Linked DNA regions of Xenopus laevis: region 2 is linked to region 1. A link is a contact called in public Hi-C data. All regions are on one chromosome and are shown on one strand. The core of a region is the stretch at or near the end of the contact, and the rest is flanking DNA. Distances in the headings are between cores, read along the strand shown. Region 1 has its middle 14 kb from the start of bcam.S. Region 2 holds the start of tomm40.S (mitochondrial import receptor subunit TOM40 homolog).

The links. Hi-C and Micro-C count contacts between places; a contact is called where the count stands out from the background.
Region 2: a Hi-C map of the XTC cell line shows a contact between it and region 1, with 6 times the contacts expected there. The contact joins the promoter of tomm40.S here to the enhancer-like site in region 1. A contact is called at or near these places in 2 of 4 Hi-C or Micro-C datasets (the XL177 cell line and the XTC cell line).

What each region holds. Positions count from the first base shown.
Region 1 is chr7S:95,465,602-95,472,863 of Xenopus_laevis_v10.1, forward strand. No RefSeq gene overlaps it. Among protein-coding and RNA genes, the nearest start is that of bcam.S, 14 kb to the left of the region's middle. Within about 2 kb of position 3,745, at least 1 of the 7 cell types and tissues checked has an H3K27ac peak or open chromatin away from gene starts, as enhancers often do.
Region 2 is chr7S:95,578,341-95,585,198 of Xenopus_laevis_v10.1, forward strand. It overlaps tomm40.S (mitochondrial import receptor subunit TOM40 homolog), which reads left to right and starts at 2,182. Exons shown (of 11, transcript XM_018226788.2): 1 at 2,182-2,338; 2 at 5,800-6,004. The coding sequence starts at 5,806.

The sequences.
Region 1 (7,262 bases), core at 2,495-4,994:
ATGTGTTCTTCTTCCAGAACTCTGATTTGACACTTTTGTTTAATTCTGTTATATTTATAGTAATTTTGGGGTCCAAAAAGACACAATTTCATATGACTCCACGGGGGATCGAGAAAAGTGGAATGATTATTGTGCATGATGTAACCAAGGCAACGGCAATTCTGGTTCTGTTTGCACTTCTTGCCGAGGCCGGGTGCATGCTGAGCAGGTGTGTGAAGTTGTTTAGTGTTTCAGATATTTACCAGTTTTATCTGTAATGCCCCTATTATTTAATTGAAGTAGAAGTAACAAGGGCATTGTATTTAATATAGCTTACTCAAACATGTATATAATAGGTGCAGTTCTACAGACAGGTAGGGGAGGGTGAAACCTGTTATTCTTTAGTCATTTATACTAGTATATTAACTTTATATTTTATAGATATAGTGAATAAAGTACCCCCTCTTGTAAAATATAAGGATATTATAAGATACCGAGGAGTTTCATGACCATATACAGGTCATGGAACTCCGAGGTAACTTCTAATATCCTCATATTTTGCAACTGGGGGTACTTTATTTATTATAATACACAAATTTCAGTGAGTCATGTGACAGAAATGACATCACAACTCACCATTTATAACTGATGACATAAGAACTCACCGTTAATAAGGATATAATTTACAAGATATTCATAGCTTTTGTGTATTATATAGATATATCTCCCAATCAGGGATGTCCATCTGCCAAACTTCAGTATTCTTCTTCAGTCCTCCCTATGCTTTTCCTTTGCACATGTGTATCCTTCTTTTTTCCATTCATATCTGCAGTGGTGTAACTAGGAGTTACTGGGACACAGAGTCAAATCTATTTAGCTCCCACCAACCCCACATTTTCGAGTTAGATGAATACGGGGGTGAAATGTATAGAACTACGGTGGTGTGCCTGTATGGAGAGTGAGATACATATAACTAGGGTGGCATTCCTGTATGCAGGGAAAGATACATAGAACTAGGGTGGAGTGCGATATTACAAGAGAGATACATAGAACTAGGGTGGCAAACTGTATGGAGGATGAACTATACAGAATTAGGGTGGCATGCTGGTGTGTAGGGTGAGATACATAGAACTAGGGTGGCATACCTGTATGGAGGATGAACTATACAGAATTAGGGTGGCATGCTGGTGTGTAGGGTGAGATACATAGAACTAGGGTGGCATACCTGTATGGAGGATGAACTATACAGAAGTAGGGTGGCATGCTGGTATGTAGGGTGAGATACACAGAACTAGGGTGACATGTTGTTATTAAAGGTGACATATATGGAACTTGGGTGACATGCTTGTATTGAGGATGTGATATATAGAACTAGGGTGGCATGCTGGTATGGAGGGTCAGATACATAGGGCGGCATACTTGTGAGGCACCATCTGCATATGTTTCTGAATAAATAGGGATGAAATAAGGATGAACAAGTAGAAGAGAGTGCAGACAGGGAAAATGAAGGGCATGGCAGAGATAGAGAAAGGAAATATATATGCAATAGAAATAGCAATGAAGGTGGAAAAAATCCTGGGAAGAGGCACAGACGGGTGAATCGGAGGAGTAAGGTGCCAGAGGAAAACAGGGGCAAAGGGTGTCTGGGAACCAGCTTGGTAATGGAAAAATTCACATTCACTGGCACAAAAAGTGACAAAAACCAGATGACTATACTGATTAGTTTAATGCAGGCATACATTTAGCATGCATTAAAACAAAGCCTAAATGAAATGCTGATGACAGAAAAATTACTCACTTAACTAAATAGCGCATAACAATCATGGTGGTTATATCTGAGTACAGGCCTATTCCAATGTTTGTACTTGTTTGGATTCTGTCTGTCATACTGTTGTGAATTTAAAGTACAGCACTGCAAAATAGACTATTTAAACTGGAATAAATACTATATTTATAATAGAATCTAGTGCACAGGGAGTGTATGCTGCATGTGCATGGATTGTGGCACAGTGAGTGCAGGCTCTAGTCCTTACTATGGATTGTGGCACAGTGAGGCAGGCTCTAGTCCTTACTATGGATTGTGGCACAGCGAATGCAGGCTCTAGTCCTTACTATGGATTGTGGCACAGCGAATGCAGGCTCTAGTCCTTACTATGGATTGTGGCACAGCGAGTGCAGGCTCTAGTCCTTACTATGGATTGTGGCACAGCAAGTGCAGGCTCTAGTCCTTACTATGGATTGTGGCACAGTGAGGCAGGCTCTAGTCCTTACTATGGATTGTGGCACAGTGAGTGCAGGCTCTAGTCCTTACTATGGATTGTGGCACAGCGAGTGCAGGCTCTAGTCCTTACTATGGATTGTGGCACAGTGAGGCAGGCTCTAGTCCTTACTATGGATTGTGGCACAGTGAGGCAGGCTCTAGTCCTTACTATGGATTGTGGCACATTGAGGCAGGCTCTAGTCCTTACTATGGATTGTAGCACAATGAGGCAGGCTCTAGTCCAGGGGTCCCCAACCTTTTTCACCCGTGAGCAACATTCAGATGTAAAAAGTGTTGGGGAGCAACACAAGCATGAAAAATGTTCCTGGGTGGTGCCAAATAAGGGCTGTGATTGGCTATTGGTAGCCCCTATGTTGACTGGCAGCCTACGGGAGCTTCTGGTTGGCAGTACATCTGGTTTTCATGCAACCAAAACTTGCTTCCAAGCCAGGAATTAAAAAATAAGCACCTGCTTTGAGGCCACTGAGAGCAACATCCAAGGGGTTGGGGAGCAACATGTTGCTCACGAGCTACTGGTTGGGGATCACTGCTCTAGTCCTTACTATGGATTGTGGCACAGTGAGGAGTGCAGGCTCTAGTCCTTACTATGGATTGTGGCACAGCGAGTGCAGGCTCTAGTCCTAACTATGGATTGTGGCACAGTTAGGAGTGCAGGCTCTAGTCCTTACTATGGATTGTGGCACAGTGAGGAGTGCAGGCTCTAGTCCTTACTATGGATTGTGGCACAGTGAGTGCAGGCTCTAGTCCTTACTATGGATTGTGGCACAGTGAGTAGTGCAGGCTCTAGTCCTTACTATGGATTGTGGCACAGCAAGTGCAGGCTCTAGTCCTTACTATGGATTGTGGCACAGTGAGGCAGGCTCTAGTCCTTACTATGGATTGTGGCACAATGAGGCAGGCTCTAGTCCTTACTATGGATTGTGGCACAGTGAGGAGTGCAGGCTCTAGTCCTTACTATGGATTGTGGCACAGCGAGTGCAGGCTCTAGTCCTAACTATGGATTGTGGCACAGTTAGGAGTGCAGGCTCTAGTCCTTACTATGGATTGTGGCACAGTGAGGAGTGCAGGCTCTAGTCCTTACTGTGGATTGTGGCACAGTGAGTGCAGGCTCTAGTCCTTACTATGGATTGTGGCACAGTGAGTAGTGCAGGCTCTAGTCCTTACTATGGATTGTGGCACAGCAAGTGCAGGCTCTAGTCCTTACTATGGATTGTGGCACAGTGAGGAGTGCAGGCTCTAGTCCTTACTATGGATTGTGGCACAGCGAGTGCAGGCTCTAGTCCTAACTATGGATTGTGGCACAGTTAGGAGTGCAGGCTCTAGTCCTTACTATGGATTGTGGCACAGTGAGTGCAGGCTCTAGTCGTTACTATGGAGTGTGGCACAAAAATATGAGAAAATTAGGAATATAATTACAGACATAAATACAATCCACACTAACTCTTATCTGGTTGTCTCCCTTGCACTTGTAATGCTCAATTTCATCCAGTAGCTGGAAGCACAATAATAGCAGACAGGGATAGGAGCCTTACTGCCCCACTTGATACCATTATGTATTGCAGCCAGCCTGTTACCAGTGTCCTAGTGTGTCTGAATTTTCTTTCTGCCCATGTATTACCTTCAATTCACCATAAAGACCTCCCAGTTCAACAAAATGACCCACGAGAATAAATTTGCTCATGAGTCAGTTTATGGAAGCACATCGCAGGACTTCATCTGTAGTTCAGGAGTCTCTGACTCACTCAATAAATCCATTGCAGAACTATACCAATAACCTCTCTGCATTCTCAATAATCTGGTTTGCTTTGATTTCAAATTAGACTTTAATTTCCACCACTGATTTCCTCTTGAGAGAAAGAGAGAGAGAATAATCAGGGTTTACGTTCTGGGTGCATAAATAGCCATAGATTGCATAGATTACAATAAATATCATAGGTGTACATACAGAGGCTATTACTTTTAGTCTACTAAAAAAATCTTTAAAAGTTGCCTCCAATAAGGATTAATTATATCTTAGTTTGGATCAAGTACAATATACTGTTTTATTATTACAGAGAAAAAGGAAATCATTTCTAAAAATTAGATTTAAATGGAGTCTGTGGGAGATGACCTTTCCATGATTGTGAGCTTTCTGGATAACGTATCTTATACCTACAAACAATTGCCAGGTCTATCGCTGCAACTGGCTTTTATGTGGGTTACACATAAAGTCTCCATGAGCTGTAACTATTGCATATTCAATTATGTTGTGATAAATGTATCTATTATTGTTATCGGGGTTATTTCAATTGTCCTAAGTAAGGGCTATATAATATCATACTGCATATTGCAATCAAGAATACTCACATCATTTGGCTTGATGCCATCTTCAGCCAGATGAATTTCCAAACCTGCCCAAAATAATCTGTCCAAATATTGGTCTGTTTGTCTCCACACATGGGTCAATAAGCTCTACCTTGAGAGACTGGGAAGCTAATATCAACCCTTGTTTCACCAGCAATATTCATTTATATTCTCCTATATAAAATGGCATTTCTATGGAAAGTCAGCCTGCGAGAAAATTTTCCCTTGGTAACGCAACCAGGTAAAGTCTTGATATGGGGCGTAATCATATTTTTTTTATCATAATGCTACTAAAAATCCATGCTTTTGAAAATGTGTTCCCTTGCATATATGATATTACAGAGAGGAACTTTGTACAGATCAGTAGCACTCCTATATTACTTTAACTATAATTATACATACTTATCCCACAGTCACACTCCCTTCCCAGAGACTATTATCCCACTGTTACTATAGACACCATCTCTCCCTACTATACCTGCTATCCTACAGTCACACTCCCTTCCCAGAGACTATTATCCCACTGTTACTATAGGCACCATCTCTCCTTACTATACCTGCTATCCCATAACCACAGTCCCTTCCCAGAGACTATTATTCCACTGCTACTATAGGCACCATCTGTTCCTACTATACCTGCTACCCCACAGTCATACTCCCTTCCCAGAGACTATTATTCCACTGCTACTATAGGCACCATCTGTTCCTACTATACCTGCTACCCCACAGTCATACTCCCTTCCCAGAGACTATTATCCACTGTTACTATAGGCACCATCTCTCCCTACTATACCTGCTATCCCACAGCCACACTCCCTTCCCAGAGACTATTATCCCACTGTTACTAAAGGCACCTTCTCTCCCTTCTATACCTGCTATCCAACAACCACGGTCCATTCCCAGAGACTATTATCCCACTGCTTCTATAGGCACCATATCTCCCTACTATACCTACCTGCTATCCCATAGTCGCAGTCCCTTCCCAGAGACTAATATCCCACTGTTACTATAGGCACCATCTCTCCCTACTTTACCTGCTACCTACTATCCCACAATCACAGTCCCTTTCCAGAGATTATGATCCCACTGCTACTATACGCACATCTTTCCCTACTATACCTGCTATTCCACAACTACAGTCACTTCCCAGTGGCTACTATCCCCACGGCTACTATAGGAGCTGCTTAGACTGTACCAAAGACTCTTTGCAGAAATATCCCTTTAAACACCAGGGATCAGAGCACTGAGCATTAGACATGCTGCTCACTCTCAAAGCCCACAATTAATTCCAGTAGTATTAGACATGGGAATTTCAGAATTTAATATAAAAATCACATAAATCTTTATATGTAACTGGGAGAAAATAATAACTCAATAATACAATGCTGATATGTAGTATAATCACATTGCAATGTGTGTATATTACAAACTAAACTTTTATTTCCTGCTCGGGGGTTTGAATTTTCTTAAAACCAGCAGAAAATCGCTGCCAGCAAATGAGCTCATCAGATTATTGATGCAAAGCAAATTCTGTCTGGCTTGCGTTTAAGGAGTAATCTTCCTTGGCTTGTAACAATTATGAGTTGCCTCTCCCCGCAAGGTCGCATGTCTATCAGGTATACTGTTGCACTAATACCCACAGCTGTTGCACAGGCTTATCTGATATCTGACTATTGGCTTTATTTAAAGGGAAAATGTACTTTAAAATAAAAGGGGATACAGTAGGCTATTTCCTACATCAGATAATTTGTTAGGGTTCCATTTAAAGGTTAGCCAGGAAAAGCCCAGCAATCTTATACATAAATATTTGAAGAGAAGTCCCATAATGGCAAGATTGGGTTCTGACAGTTCCCCCAATTCATCTGGGCCCATGAGTCCTGCTTTTAATCCTATGATGGTGACTCTGTTCATCTCAGCAGGATCACAGACACCTACAGATTTAGCTCAATTATTACTGCTGAAAACCTGGGTCAAATAACTGTTATAGGGGTCCAGGGGAACATGACTGGCATAGATGTGGTACATCAAATGTGTGGCCTAAATTACTGTTGGTCCTGACAACGTCCATTTATAAACCCCTATTCCGTAGAGTTAGGGTCCCCCTAATAAGCCACACACTCAATTTTTAGTAATTTCTCCGATGTGCCGCAGTTCCTGGTTGCAACCTCTGCAGGGGTGGCTTAAAAATTCCAGGGAAGCTTGATTACAGGGGCGTAACTACAGAGGAAGCAGACCCTGCGGCTGCAGGGGGGCCCAGGTGGTATAGGGGGCCCCATGCGGCCCTACTTAATGAGCAATTTCAATATATATCGGTAAAACAGGACAACCTCTGAGTGTTTTGGGGGCCTAATATAAATTTGCTGTGGGGCCCAGTAACATCTAGTTACGCCACTGCTTGATTGCATTGGAGGTGGGATTGGGGTGGATCTAGGTTGAAACAGGACGGGGGTAACTGAGTGGCCAAGAAGGAAAAGATAGGAAATTACACATTAAGGGGCCGATTCACTATCTTTGAGTGAAGGATTCGAAATAAAAAAACTTCGAATTTCGAAGTGTTTTTTGGGCTACTTCGACCATCGAATGGGCTACTACAACCTTCGACTACGACTACGACTTCGAATCGAACTATTCAAACTAAAAATTGTTTGACTATTCGACC
Region 2 (6,858 bases), core at 932-3,431, 110 kb after region 1:
TCTTGACAATATTAAGCAGATATTGGATGCTGTACAGCTGGAGAGGTGTAGGTTTAACATCAATAATGTACAAACCCGATTGGCCCAGTCCACTCTTCTATTCCCCCCCCCCCCGCTCTCTTGCTCCTATTTTCTCCCTTTGTTTTTCTCCTGTCCCTGTGTGCCTCTCTATCTTACCTCTCTCTCTTCCTTTCTCTCTCCCTATTTCCATAAGCCCCAATTTCTTCCTTTCTCTCTCACTCTTTCCCTGTGTGCCCCTATTTCTTCTTTTCTCTTTCCCTGTGTTCTCCTATTTCTTCCTTTCTCTCTCATTCCTTCCATGTGCCCCTATTTCTTCCTTTCTCTCTCCCTCTTTCCGTGTGCCCCTATTTTTTCCCTTCTCTCTCACTTTTTTCCTGTGTGCCCCTATTTCTTCCTTTCTCTCTCCCTCTTTCCGTGTGCCCCTATTTTTTCCCTTCTCTCTCACTTTTTTCCTGTGTGCCCATTTCTTCCTTTCTCTCTCATTCTTTCCGTGTGCCCCTATTTCTTCCTTTCTCTCTCTCTCTCTCTCTTTCCATGTGCCCCTATTTCTTCCTTTCCTTTATCACTCCCTCTTTACCTGTGTGCCCCTATTTCTTCCTTTCTCTCTCACTCTTTCCCTGTGTCCCTCCCCTATTTCTTCCTTTTTCTCTCACTCTTTCCGTGTATCCCTATTCATTCCTCTCTCTCACTCTTTCCATGTGTCCCTCCCTTTTTCCTGTTCCTATGTGCCCCTATTTCTTCCCTCTTTCCTGTTCTTTTCACTCTTCTGTGCATCATGTACCCGTTTCCTCCCTCTTGCTCTTCCACTGTGTGCCCCTATTTTCTATCTCAGTCCTCTATGCCCCTATTTTGCTGTATACTTTGTGTCAGTAGGCTGCAACACTTTGTTTGGGGGCCCTGCCAAAGGACTGGCCTTGCGACCATTTAAGCCGAAAACTATTTCTTAACCTTTCTCTTCCCTGATCCTATTCTTCCATGTCTACAACCCACCCATTAGGTCATTGCTCCACCCCATCATATCATCACCCTGTCCCTTTACATCACTGCTACACCCCTTGGGTTACCACATTCCAGCTGCTAAAATAATTTTCAAGGTGGTAACGTAAGATGTTACAAACCACAACAAGACTATCTGATGCATATTTAATATTTAAGAAGGTATACTTTGTGCAAGTTACCTCTATTGATTAAATATGCATCAGACAGTCTTGTGGCAACCCTAGTTGGGAGGTAGCCCCTAGGGGTAGGGCTTGGGGGCTGGGACCAGAAAATGTTGTTGTACAGACCATGATTTCTGATGGCGGCCCTGCTGCCATCGGGGTTATAAATATGGAAAAACCATAAACAGTATTTTCCAGAAAAGGGGGCAGCTAGGGTTGCCACCTTTCCCGGAAAAAAATACCGGCCTTCCTATATATTAATATTTTTTCCCTATCAATAACATTGGGATCAACCATTATTTTTACCGCCAGGCCAGTAAAATACCAGCCAGGTGGTAACCCTACCAAACATATGGAGATTTGCCTTCTACACAAAGAAAACCCCTCACAACCACTGCCATAAAATTTTAATTGAGACAATAAATGTAACTACGGTTGCCACCTGGCCGGTAAAATTGATGGTTGATCCCAATGTTATTAATAAGGAAAAAAGATAAATATATAGGAAAAAGGTGGGGGGGGGGTGGGGTTCTGCCTGACTGGCTAAATACTGCCAGAAATGCTGATTCTGACAAAGGCTGGTGTAAAATTCTTTTCACTCTCTCAGTAAATGTAGGCACTGACAAAATGATTCCCTTGTGCTGAAGTATTTCATCTTTGGTTGACTGATGTACCACGCCCCATAGCAAATAATATCCCGTATTAACTTCATAATAAGCTAGGCTTAAAACGTGACATCACGCCGCACGCTCGTTTACGTCATTGCCCACTGCCTGAGGCTGTTCCCGTTCATGACAGATTTCTCCATGACAACCTAAGATGGCCGCCGAGGTCAGACAGCGCGTGGAACTCTGGGGCGGGTCTCGCGACCTTGCACTGCGACCTGAGCGCCGACTCCAACCAATAACCATGCAACATTGCAGAGGGCTCTCCAATCAGAAAAGGGCGGCGATCAAGCTTGTTAGAACTGCAAAAAGCCGGGTGATTGGCACGCCACGTTGTCCATTCATATCTTACCTTAAAGGCGGAGGACGGAGAAGACTCCAATAGCGTAGGGCAGTAGGCGGGACGTGAGGGGTGAGCGGGTTAGTCTGATCCTATCGTGTGTGTAAGTGAATGTGAGAATCACAGAGACTGCAGGAGAGAGGAGAGGAAAGGTGAGGGGGATTTGGGGGTGTCTAGGACATAACGGGGAGGGCGGGATATGCACAAAATGGGAGCAGAGCGATTGTTATATGTGTGGGGGGCTGTGGTTAATGTAGTGTGAGACACAGTGTGCAGAATGGCAGGAGCACAGGCAGTGCATGTGGGGGTTAAGGAGGAAAGGGAATTGACAGGAGGGGATCATTATTGATATGATTTGGGCCAGTTCTAAGGCAGGGGCTGGTGGTTGTTGTACTGGGGCCCTGACTTCACACACACAGGGGGCTCTTATGGGGCGAAAGCAGATATTTCATATTAATACAAACATGGTCCCAGCCTTCTGCCATTGTAAGGCCTAATTCCTGATGATGGTTTATTGGTGAATCACCTCTACAGCTGCTGATTGGATAAACAACAAGGGTGTGTGGCGAATTAAAGGGGAACTTCACCCAAATTATTTTTTTTGAATAATGCAAAAATTCTATTCTCAGCAACTATCCAATATACAAAGTTGCAGTATTGCAGTAGAAATTCTCTCCTTGTGTTCTATTGGGCTGACTTTTGTGGGTGTTCACTCCTTCTACTGCTCTGTTGGTCAGCTGGCTTGTGCTACATTGTTTCAGAAGTCAGAACCGGGGGTGCAGAGCATATAAACAGGCAATTACACGTACAAATAGCATTAATAACATATAGAATTTGCATATGACTTTACATTGCACTTTCTTTCATTATGCAAAACTCAGTTGTATATATCCTTTAATTGTACAAGGTGTTAAGTTCATTTTATGCGCTTGTGAGCAGGTGCCATTAAGCAAGGCCAAGGCTGAATATACAAAACTATAGGCTTGCTTGCTGCTTTTTTTTTTTGGTCAGAAACCAGTTTTCTAAGGAGAGCGTGTGTGCACTTTTATAGCAACATTTATTTAAAAAAATAAGCAATTCATTATTAACATATTGTTTTTATATGTGTGGAGCAGCCATATTTGCTTCTGGCTAAGAAACCTCACCCACATGCTATGATGATAGGGTCCTCCCAGTGACCAAATCTCTTTGTATGGGTTGCTCCCCAATGGCATTCAAAACCAGTTGCCCTGCTTGTTTATCGATTGTTGGTTCAGTGTGGGCCATAATTTTTCCTCTTGTTTCAGTGGGAAGAGATCTGCTGAAACAACATTGACAACCAAGACACTTCTTGTGTTCTAGGCCATGCTCAGGTGCAGTGTCTTAAAGGAGAAGGAAAGGTTAAAACTAAGTAAGCCTTATCAGAAAGGTCCATCTAAATATACCAGTAAACACCCAAAATAGTGCTGCTCTGAGTCCCCTGTCAAAAGAAACACAGCATTTCTTTCCTTCTATTGTGTACACATGGGCTTCTGTATCAGACTTCCTGTTTTCAGCTTAAACCTCATTGCCCTGGGCAAAAGCATGCTCAGTTTGCTCCTCTTCCCCCCACCCCTCCCTTCTCTACTGTAATCTGAGCCCAGAGCAGGGAGACACTCAGGCAGGAAGTGATGTCACACCACATTAATACTGCAGCTCCTATACTAAACAAACAGAGTTTCTAGTGCTTTTTACTCAGTTATGGTAAAACATTCTACAGAATAAATAGCATTCTAGCTTGCACTGTTGCCGCTAATCTATTGGCAATAAAATGCCTCCGTAGCTTTCCTTCTCCTTTGAGATGGCCATAGACGTAGAGATCCACTCGTTTAGCAATGTCGCCAAACAAGCGGATCTCTTTCCGATATGCCCACATTGAGGTGGGAGATGTCGGGCTGATCCGATTGTGGGCCCTAGGGCCCAAAGATCGGATTATAATGGATCCGATACGGGTGGTTGGATCATGGGACCGCATACACATATAGATGCGGCCACAATCCGACCGGATTTATTAACCCACCCGATCGAGAAATGGTCAACTTTCGGCCAGATATCGATCAGGGAAGCCCGTCGGATGGCCCCACACATAAGACGCCGACTAGGTCTGTCGACAGCTTTTATCGGCCTGTGTATGGGGGCCTTTACCCTTGGAATCAGATTGGCTTTGATTGCTTTGAGGAAGCAAATACATGCTCTTTGCATAAATGCACATTTAAATGGATTCTGTTATGATATTTATGATGTAGTTTTTATTTCTAAATGACACTGTTTACACTGCAAATAATTCACTCTACAATATCAAATTTAATTTCTGAACCAGCAAATGTATTTTTTTTTTAATTGTAATATTGGTGTGTAGGCGCCATCTCAGGTCGTTTTTCCTGGTCGTGCTTACAGAAAGAGCCAGCATTTTAGGATGGAACTGCTTTCTGTCAGGCTGTTGTTTCTCCTAATTAATGTAACTGAATGTGTCGCAGTGGGACCTGGATTTTACTATTAAGTGCTGTTCTTAGATCTACCAGGCAGCTGTTATCTTGTGTTAGGGAGCTGCTATCTGGTTACCTTCCCATTGTTCTGTTTTTAGGCTGCTGGGGGGAAAGGGAGTGGGTAATGCCACTCCAACTTGCAGTAAAGAGTGACTGAAGTTTATCAGAGCACAAGTCACATGACTGGGGGCAGCTGGGAAACTGACAATATGTCTAGCCCCATGTCAGATTTGAAAACTAGATATAAAAAAAAATCTCTCTTAAGAAACTGATTTCAGTGCTGAATTCTGCTGGACCAGCACTATTAACTGATGGGTTATTTTTTCTATAAGGCAGTGTCGTCCAAGACTTTTCCTGTTGTGGACCCCATAGCCGCCTTTTCGCATTCATGATTCCCTGTTATAATAAAACACTGTTGTCATTCATACAAAGCGTCCTATGGAGATCTAGGGACCATTCTAATCAGCACTGATATAAAGCACAGTGAAAGGAAGCATTAAAAACACACACTATGCCAAGAGTACTGCACTTTACAAGTACATTAGAGGACATTATAGACAAATAGCAGGGGACCTTTTTACCCATAAAGTGGATCACCGTACCAGAGGCCTCCCCTTCAGACTAAAAGAAAAGAACTTTCATTTGAAGCAACGTAGGGGGTTCTTCATAGTGAGGTTGTGGAATGCACTGCCGGCTGATTCTGTTAATGCCTTTAAGAGTGGCTTGGATGATTTCTTGGCTATTGTGATTCTATAGTTATTATAGATATCTATGTATATATAGTTTATGTGAGGGTATGGCAGGGTATGCGTATGTATGGATACTGGGTTTCATTTGGAGTGTTTGAACTTGATGGACTTTGTCTTTTTTTTTCAACCCGATTTAACTGGAAATCTTAAAGTACACAGGTGCTTGGGTCCTCCAGTACACACATAATGGTATATGTTACTATATTGCAGCAGGTTTTGTTCAGTGGCCAGTAACTGGGATTTTATTTTAGGTTATTGTAGCACAATGAGTGCCCACAGGTACTGTGTAAGGCTTTTCTGCAATGATCCATTGCGTTTGCTCTTTGCTTTTACTCACAAGGCTTTTATTTTAATATTCAGGTAAAGATGGGGAATGTTCTAGCTGCAAGTTCTCCTGCTCCCCCTCCAGCAGGATCCCCTCCAGCCCCAGGCTTAGTATCTGTACCTCCTGGCTTCACAATGCCCCCTGTGGCTGGGTTGACCCCCACTCCAGATAAGAAGGAAACACAAGAAGACCGGTTACCAAACCCTGGCACATTTGAGGAGTGCCACCGCAAGTGTAAAGGTAACGGTTCTGTTCCTTTTCTGTGTCTTCCCTGTTCTTTTTATTTGCTTTCGCATATTCTGCACTTTCATGTAATTTTATGCATCTGTTCTCGTTATTAAAGGGGAACTATAGTGAAAATTTAATATAAGTGTTAGCACACTGAAATAACAAACTTTCTAAACACAATCAATTGAAAATTCTGAGCCTTTTCTGAAATAATCAAGTTTATGCTCACAATAACTCTCTCGGCATCTGTTTTTCTTCATTTTCTCTTCATGCAGGAATTGGATGTCAGATAGTCATTTACAGTTAGATCCAATATATCTTACAGGGGGGCTCTATTGCCTAGAAAATGTATTAGAGCTCACTCAAATAACTGAGTGAGATCTACAAACAAAATTAACAAAATAACTGCCCTTTGCACAAATTCTGCATATAAAGTGAGCTCTAATACATCTAGGCAAAAGGAGCCCCCTATAAGATATATTGGATATAACTATCAATGAATATCTGGAAACTTCAAAGGAGGCTGCACAAGCCTGGTCCCACAAAGTAGGAGAGTCGTAGTCAGATGGTAAAAGGTTAAAAGCTTACATTTTATTTTCCAAAAATAAGAACCAAGGCCTGACGCGTTTCGTGTCTACCAATGACACTTAGCCAATGATTATCTGACACCCAACTGCTGCATGAAGAAAGAATGAAGAGAAACAAATGCAGAGAGAGGAATAGTGAACATAAACTTGATTACTTCAGAAAAGGTACAGAATTTTTAATTGATTGTGTTTTGAAAGTTTCTTATTTCAGTATGCTGAAGCTTATATTACATTTTCACGGTAGTTCACCTTTAAAAACATAGCATTTGTTTCTGCTGA